Regions from separate parts of the Gossypium arboreum genome. Here region 2 is linked to region 1. The links are chromatin contacts, called in public Hi-C maps. All regions are on one chromosome and are shown on one strand. Each heading gives the region's core, a stretch centred on a gene start, on an enhancer-like site or on the middle of the called end of the contact. The rest is flanking DNA. Distances are from core to core; before and after follow the strand shown.

Evidence for each region. A called contact is a pair of places that touch in the nucleus more often than the background predicts.
Region 2: a contact with region 1 is called in a Hi-C map of leaf, with 3 times the contacts expected there. The contact joins the promoter of LOC108457313 here to the promoter of LOC108454226 in region 1. A contact is called at or near these places in 2 of 5 Hi-C or Micro-C datasets (both in leaf).

Annotation. Positions count from the first base shown.
Region 1 is chr9:44,794,506-44,797,366 of ASM2569848v2, forward strand. It overlaps LOC108454226, which reads right to left and starts at 1,475. Exons shown (of 7, transcript XM_017752611.2): 1 at 687-1,475; 2 at 495-614; 3 at 1-3. The coding sequence starts at 1,170.
Region 2 is chr9:44,963,127-44,965,987 of ASM2569848v2, forward strand. It overlaps LOC108457313 (DNA mismatch repair protein MSH2), which reads left to right and starts at 1,451. Exons shown (of 13, transcript XM_017756301.2): 1 at 1,451-1,839; 2 at 1,979-2,028; 3 at 2,243-2,275. The coding sequence starts at 1,791.

The sequences.
Region 1 (2,861 bases), core at 225-2,724:
CAGCTATAAAATTATAATTAGAAACGTTAGTGCCAAAAGGAAAAGCTAACAAATTATATACCATTAGAAAACCAAGTTCAATTGGTCAGAACAAGATTAAATAAAAAAGAATCAAACAACACTAATGTTTCATCAAAATCTAAAATGCCATTGCCTATGTTATTCACAGGGAGTCAAAGAAACAAATACTAAGGAAATGCTAACAGACTTCAACAAGCTATTCAATAATTTGAACGTCCTACGGGTAGAAACTATAAACTAGAAATTAGATGACTTGGCTCATTAGACTAAATCACATGTACAGCTTGAGTTTGATGATGAACTCACTTCATAAAAGGCATTTCTATTTCAATCAGATTAAGAACCTATTTTCTTTAAGTAAAGGGGGAAGCTTGCAACTGATTGCAACATGTGCTTAATCATCATCCCTTGAACCTGTTCTCAAATTCTCTTAATGTTCCCACTAAAAGAAAGAAAATATTACTGTTTCGAACCTTTAGAAGCAGCTTTAGCAGCCCGTTGAGACTCCTGCAAGGCACGTCTCTCAGCTTTTGTTGTTTTCGCTTTTAGAGGCTTTGAACTTGATGCTTGCTCCTTTTGCGCTTCACTTTTTCCTGCAGCAAAGTTTCATTTAATCCAAATACTTTGAAAGTCGTTTATTGTATTCAAAAAGTTATTATATTTACCAGGCAATGGATTCTTAGCTTCCACTGCAGCAACACTTTCCGGATGCTTCACTGTAGACAAATTGAAACCGCCACTGGGAAGACTTGAGGCAAATTTTGCTGAATTACTCCTCCGATACCATCCCAACGACGACTCTGCCCCCTCCGAGAGCTCTTCGTCACCAATTCGACTACGAGGCGGTGAATCCAACCACAACACTGACTCTGATAGGTTGTAACTTCCAACGGTAGGAAGCTCTCCAGAGTTTTCCCGCCCAGGAACGGGCACAGCGGCGGTGCGTCCGCCAAGGTTGTCGGAGAGGTGACGCGGCGGCGGTATCATGACGGGAGAGAGGGAGTTGCTGGCAGGAGAATCAGAGAGTGGAGGCGATTCGGAGCTTGGAGCGGCTGATTGCGGCCGAGGCTGCTGAACCGGCGTGTTAGGAGTGAAGAAGCCGACTTGGCGGACTCTGGGGACGGCTCGTGACATACGACGCGCGTCCATGGATAGTTGCCGTTCGAAGAAATTTGTTGGTTTTTGTGAAAATAAAAGAAAAAAAAGGTGAGAGAAATCAATGTTAGGGTTTGGAATTCATGCAAAAAAAAATTATAATAATAAATAATGAGAAGAAGGTATTAACATAGTTTCCTTTGAGAGAAGACCGAAATATTTTTATTATTTACGCTTTTATGAATAAATTAATGAATAACATTCGCTACTTAGTGGAGAATAAAAAAATCTAAAAAGAATCCAAGACAAATAATTTTTGGACGAAAAGACAATCTTATATTATCGGTGGATACTGAATTTTATTTTATTTGTTATTTAACTTTAAACATATTCTTGATACTTATTCTAACATTAAAATGTTTTAAATTTTATTCCTTAAGTTACAAAACTAACAAAAACAAAACAAAACAAATTTGCAGTTATAATACATAATATTAAGGTTTGCTCTCTCTTTGGTATGCTCCTTGTAGCACGTCTCTAACTTTTTGTTTTCTTTGTTTTTTTGTTGTGTTTCGTTTTGAGTAGTCAGTCGGTTACTTTCTTCTGCCTAGGTTTATTTTGGTGTTCGGGTGGTATAAGGTGATAGTCATGGAGAATGAGATGGAGGGGTTGAAGTTAGATGATGGGAAAGAAGAAGTGATGTTATTGCCTACTAAGTTTGATTCTTTAAAATTGGTCTATGAGTTTTGCTTGGTTGGTTGCTTCCTTACGTCAAGCGTAGTCTATTTTCCAGCAATGAAGAGTAAGATAGCGAACCTTTGGCTCCCTTTAGGGGGTGTTTAGATCTCAAATCTGAGGGAAAGGAGATAATTGTTTAAGTTTTTTTATAAGATGGACATTGAACGAGTGACAAATGGGGCTCTGTGGACTTTCAATAATCATTTATTGATTATGCATCGACTCAAGGAGAACGAAGACCTTATGCAACTGTCTTTAATTTTCTCATCATTTTGGGTTCAAGTGCATGATCTACCTCCAGGGTTTTTTTCCGGAGAATGTAATGAAACAACTTGGAAATTTTATTAGTAGATTCTTGGAATATGATATGAAAGAACTGAGTAGGGGAATGAAAAATTATTTACGTGTTCGGGTTCAATTAGAGGTTAGATGCCCTTTGAAGCAGAGGAAAGAAAATCATGATCTCTCCCAGGAAGTGTACTTACGTAAATTTTAAGTATGAGAGATTGACATTATTCTGTTTTTTATATGGTTGCTTAGGCCATAATGATTCTTTCTACCCCGTTAGATTTAAAAAAGGTGTAGAAGCTGTAGAATTTGGATAGGATTTATCTTTGAAAGCACATTCAATGAGAGTTGCTGTCATGAATAGTGTGTGGCTAAAGGAGGAAGGAGATGGGGAGTTGCAGGAAATGAATCAGGGACAACCTAATTTAGGTAGAAATTTAAGGGATGGAATAAGGAGGGAATCAGGGATGATGATCAATCCTACATTGGGATTTAATTTAGAAGGATTCATGAGTAGTAATGTCGTGAATTATGGGGAATCTTTAAAAGGATTGGGCCAGACACACATGGCGCATGATATGGAAGAAAGCTCAATTGAAAGCGAGGATGGAAAGAAGAGACCCTGTATGGATAGTTTGGATCCTAGCATTTCCAATACAGCTGATTTACCAGTGTCCAATAACGAGCAATCTACAGCTTGGTTCAATTTTTATCGGCAA
Region 2 (2,861 bases), core at 201-2,700, 170 kb after region 1:
GTAGTCTTCACTAAAACAGTCATAACTTAAGCTCCTGAACTTGAAATCGAGTGATTCAAAGTTTGTTTCAAAGCTAAAAGATAGATCTTAAAACTCTATGCAGATATCTAAGCCCATAAATGCCTAGATACCATCCAAAAATGCATCACAAATTGACTAATCTTTTCAGCTTGAAAATTGACAGCTTGATTGAATTTACTTCAATAAATTTCACTCATTCCGTGCATGTATCATTCCTTGTTTTCTCGAAAAGATTCATCCTCGCATTTTGTCTTTGATCGAATCTTGGTTTGATTTGCTTGACCTTTGACCTTATTGTTGGGCTTTGAGGTAGTGTAAGTCCATCACATCCATGAGTCTGAAATTGAGCCTTAAGACTTTCATCATATAATCAATATTATCATTTGCACATGTTAAATTATTTGAATTTACTTATTAACTAACTTCTTACTATATTCAAATTCAACAAATCTACATTGCTTTTAGGATTATAATTAATTTATACACTAAACTCATGCATCACAGGTAAGAAGACTAATATTATATATTATAAGGTTTATCTAAAATAGAAATAAACAAACATGTTCACATTATAGTTTTTTAACAAATGGACACTCCCTCGTTTAAGGCACTTATTTTCAATTTGGATAAATTTCTTTTTACATATTGTCTTTTAAATTAGGGCTTGTTTGATAGAACATTGAAAATAATAAGTAGACAAGAATTACTTATCACTTAATGGAGGATATTTTCAACCAATTCAATTTTATTTTATTTTATTTATTTTATTATTATATTATCCAATAAAATTTTATGTTTAAAATTTGATTTTATTTAAAATAAAGTGAAATATTTAAAATTAAGGATAATATGTAGAATATTTTTAATTTAAAATTTATGTTTATCAAACAATTTTATAACTTAAATTTAGTACTTAAATTTTTCAAAATTTATTTTCTGCATTTAATTTTTAATTTATCAAATAGTAACTTACATTAAATTAATTTAAACATTACTTAATTATTGAACGTATATTACAATTCATAGGACTCTTTTTTAAATTAATGTTTTATAATAAAATTCTTTTATTACTAGTCATTATTTATTTTTCATGAATTAATTTATCTGTTAGTACAAAATTTTATAATAAAATATTGAAATATCTATTTTTATTAATTATTTTAATATAATATTTCAAATCTAAATTTTTCAATTTATTTTAACAATTAATATCTTTATTTATTATAATATTTTAATATTATATTTCGAGACTTCAAAATAAAACAATAAATATATAGTTAATATATTATTAATATGTATTATCAATTTTAAATTTTTAAAACCAATTAAATTGACAAGCACAAATGATATTATTATGATACGGACATACAAAGTAGTATTAAACCTAAAAGAAAATATGAAGTAGAATTGAGATACTTACAAATTTGTGGCTTTGTGCATAGTGGATGAAATGAAAGAAAGGCCCAATTCTGGTTATAAATTGAGTCTCCAAGTTATCATCTGTGTTCAGGACTTGGCCCAAGCTTAGGTCAGGTTGATCCAACTTCAACACAACCAAGAAATATGGAGTACTTCGGAGACCCCTTCTCAAAACCCCGCCAATTCCTTTCCCGCCATCAGAAAAAGGCCCTTTATTTTAGGTTTTGTGTTTTTGTTTTTCTACAGAATAAGAATAGGTTTTTGGTTTGTGTTCTCTGAAGCTGAAAAGTAGCCATTTTCTTTCTCTTTTTTTCCCCCGTTTTTGGGCTTTTTGGTGAGTTGTCTCGAAAATGGATGAAAATTTTGATGAACAAAACAAGCTTCCAGAGCTCAAACTAGGTACCCACTCACTCCTTTTTCTGTTAGAAACTTATTTTTATGCTTTTAATTTTCTTTTGATAATTTTTTTCCAGGAATTTATGGTTGATAATACTTTTCTCCTTTTTTGGTTTTGTTTTTTTTGGGTTACTGTTAACAGACGCTAAGCAGGCTCAAGGGTTTCTCTCATTTTTCAAAACTCTACCGAATGTAAGCCCCCTTTCTTTTTCTATCTATTGGGATTTATATTACTAATTATGGTTTTTTTTTCCTTTAATGTTTATTTACTTATATAATGAAACCGAACAGGAACAGGTAAAATGGGGGAGAAAATGCCATATCAATACTTAATATGGTTTGAAAAAAAATGATTTAATTTGAACTATATTTCGTTTCCCTGATCATTTGGTCTCTTCCTTTACAGGATCCAAGGGCTGTTCGGTTTTTTGATCGCCGGGTTAGTTCAGGCTTATAGTCTTTACCACTGTGGGTTGTAAAATTTTATTTTGTCTTTACTTCAATTATGATTATTGGTTAAATAATTTGCTTTGAGAACTGGGTGTTTTTTTTTCACCTATAATTAAGAAATGCCAGTTGGGTTGTCTTTGAAATTAAATATTTTTATTTCTTAATATATAAAAAAGGAAATGGAAATATGGTCTGCATATAACTGTTCTTCAGGAAATTGCTATATACATATACGTGTGTTATCTGAAGTTCAGGGGAAAATGGTTAAATTTTTTAAAGGATCAGACGGTTTTGGAAATATTTTTCTAATCCATTTATTCATGCTAAAGTATATTGCCATTTTTGCAATGCCCTATCCCTAATTACCCATTTTCTTATATGTACTTTTCCCTTTCTACTTGTCAACCATTTCAACCTTCATCTCTGTCAGAATTTGTAAATGTGCAATGCTGCCTGTAAAAATACACAAGCGGACATGAAGACATTCTTATATTACACACATATATATAAATGCATATGTATATATTAGGTGTCTAAAACTTGTACAAACTGATTTTGTTCTATAATGCTAGTTT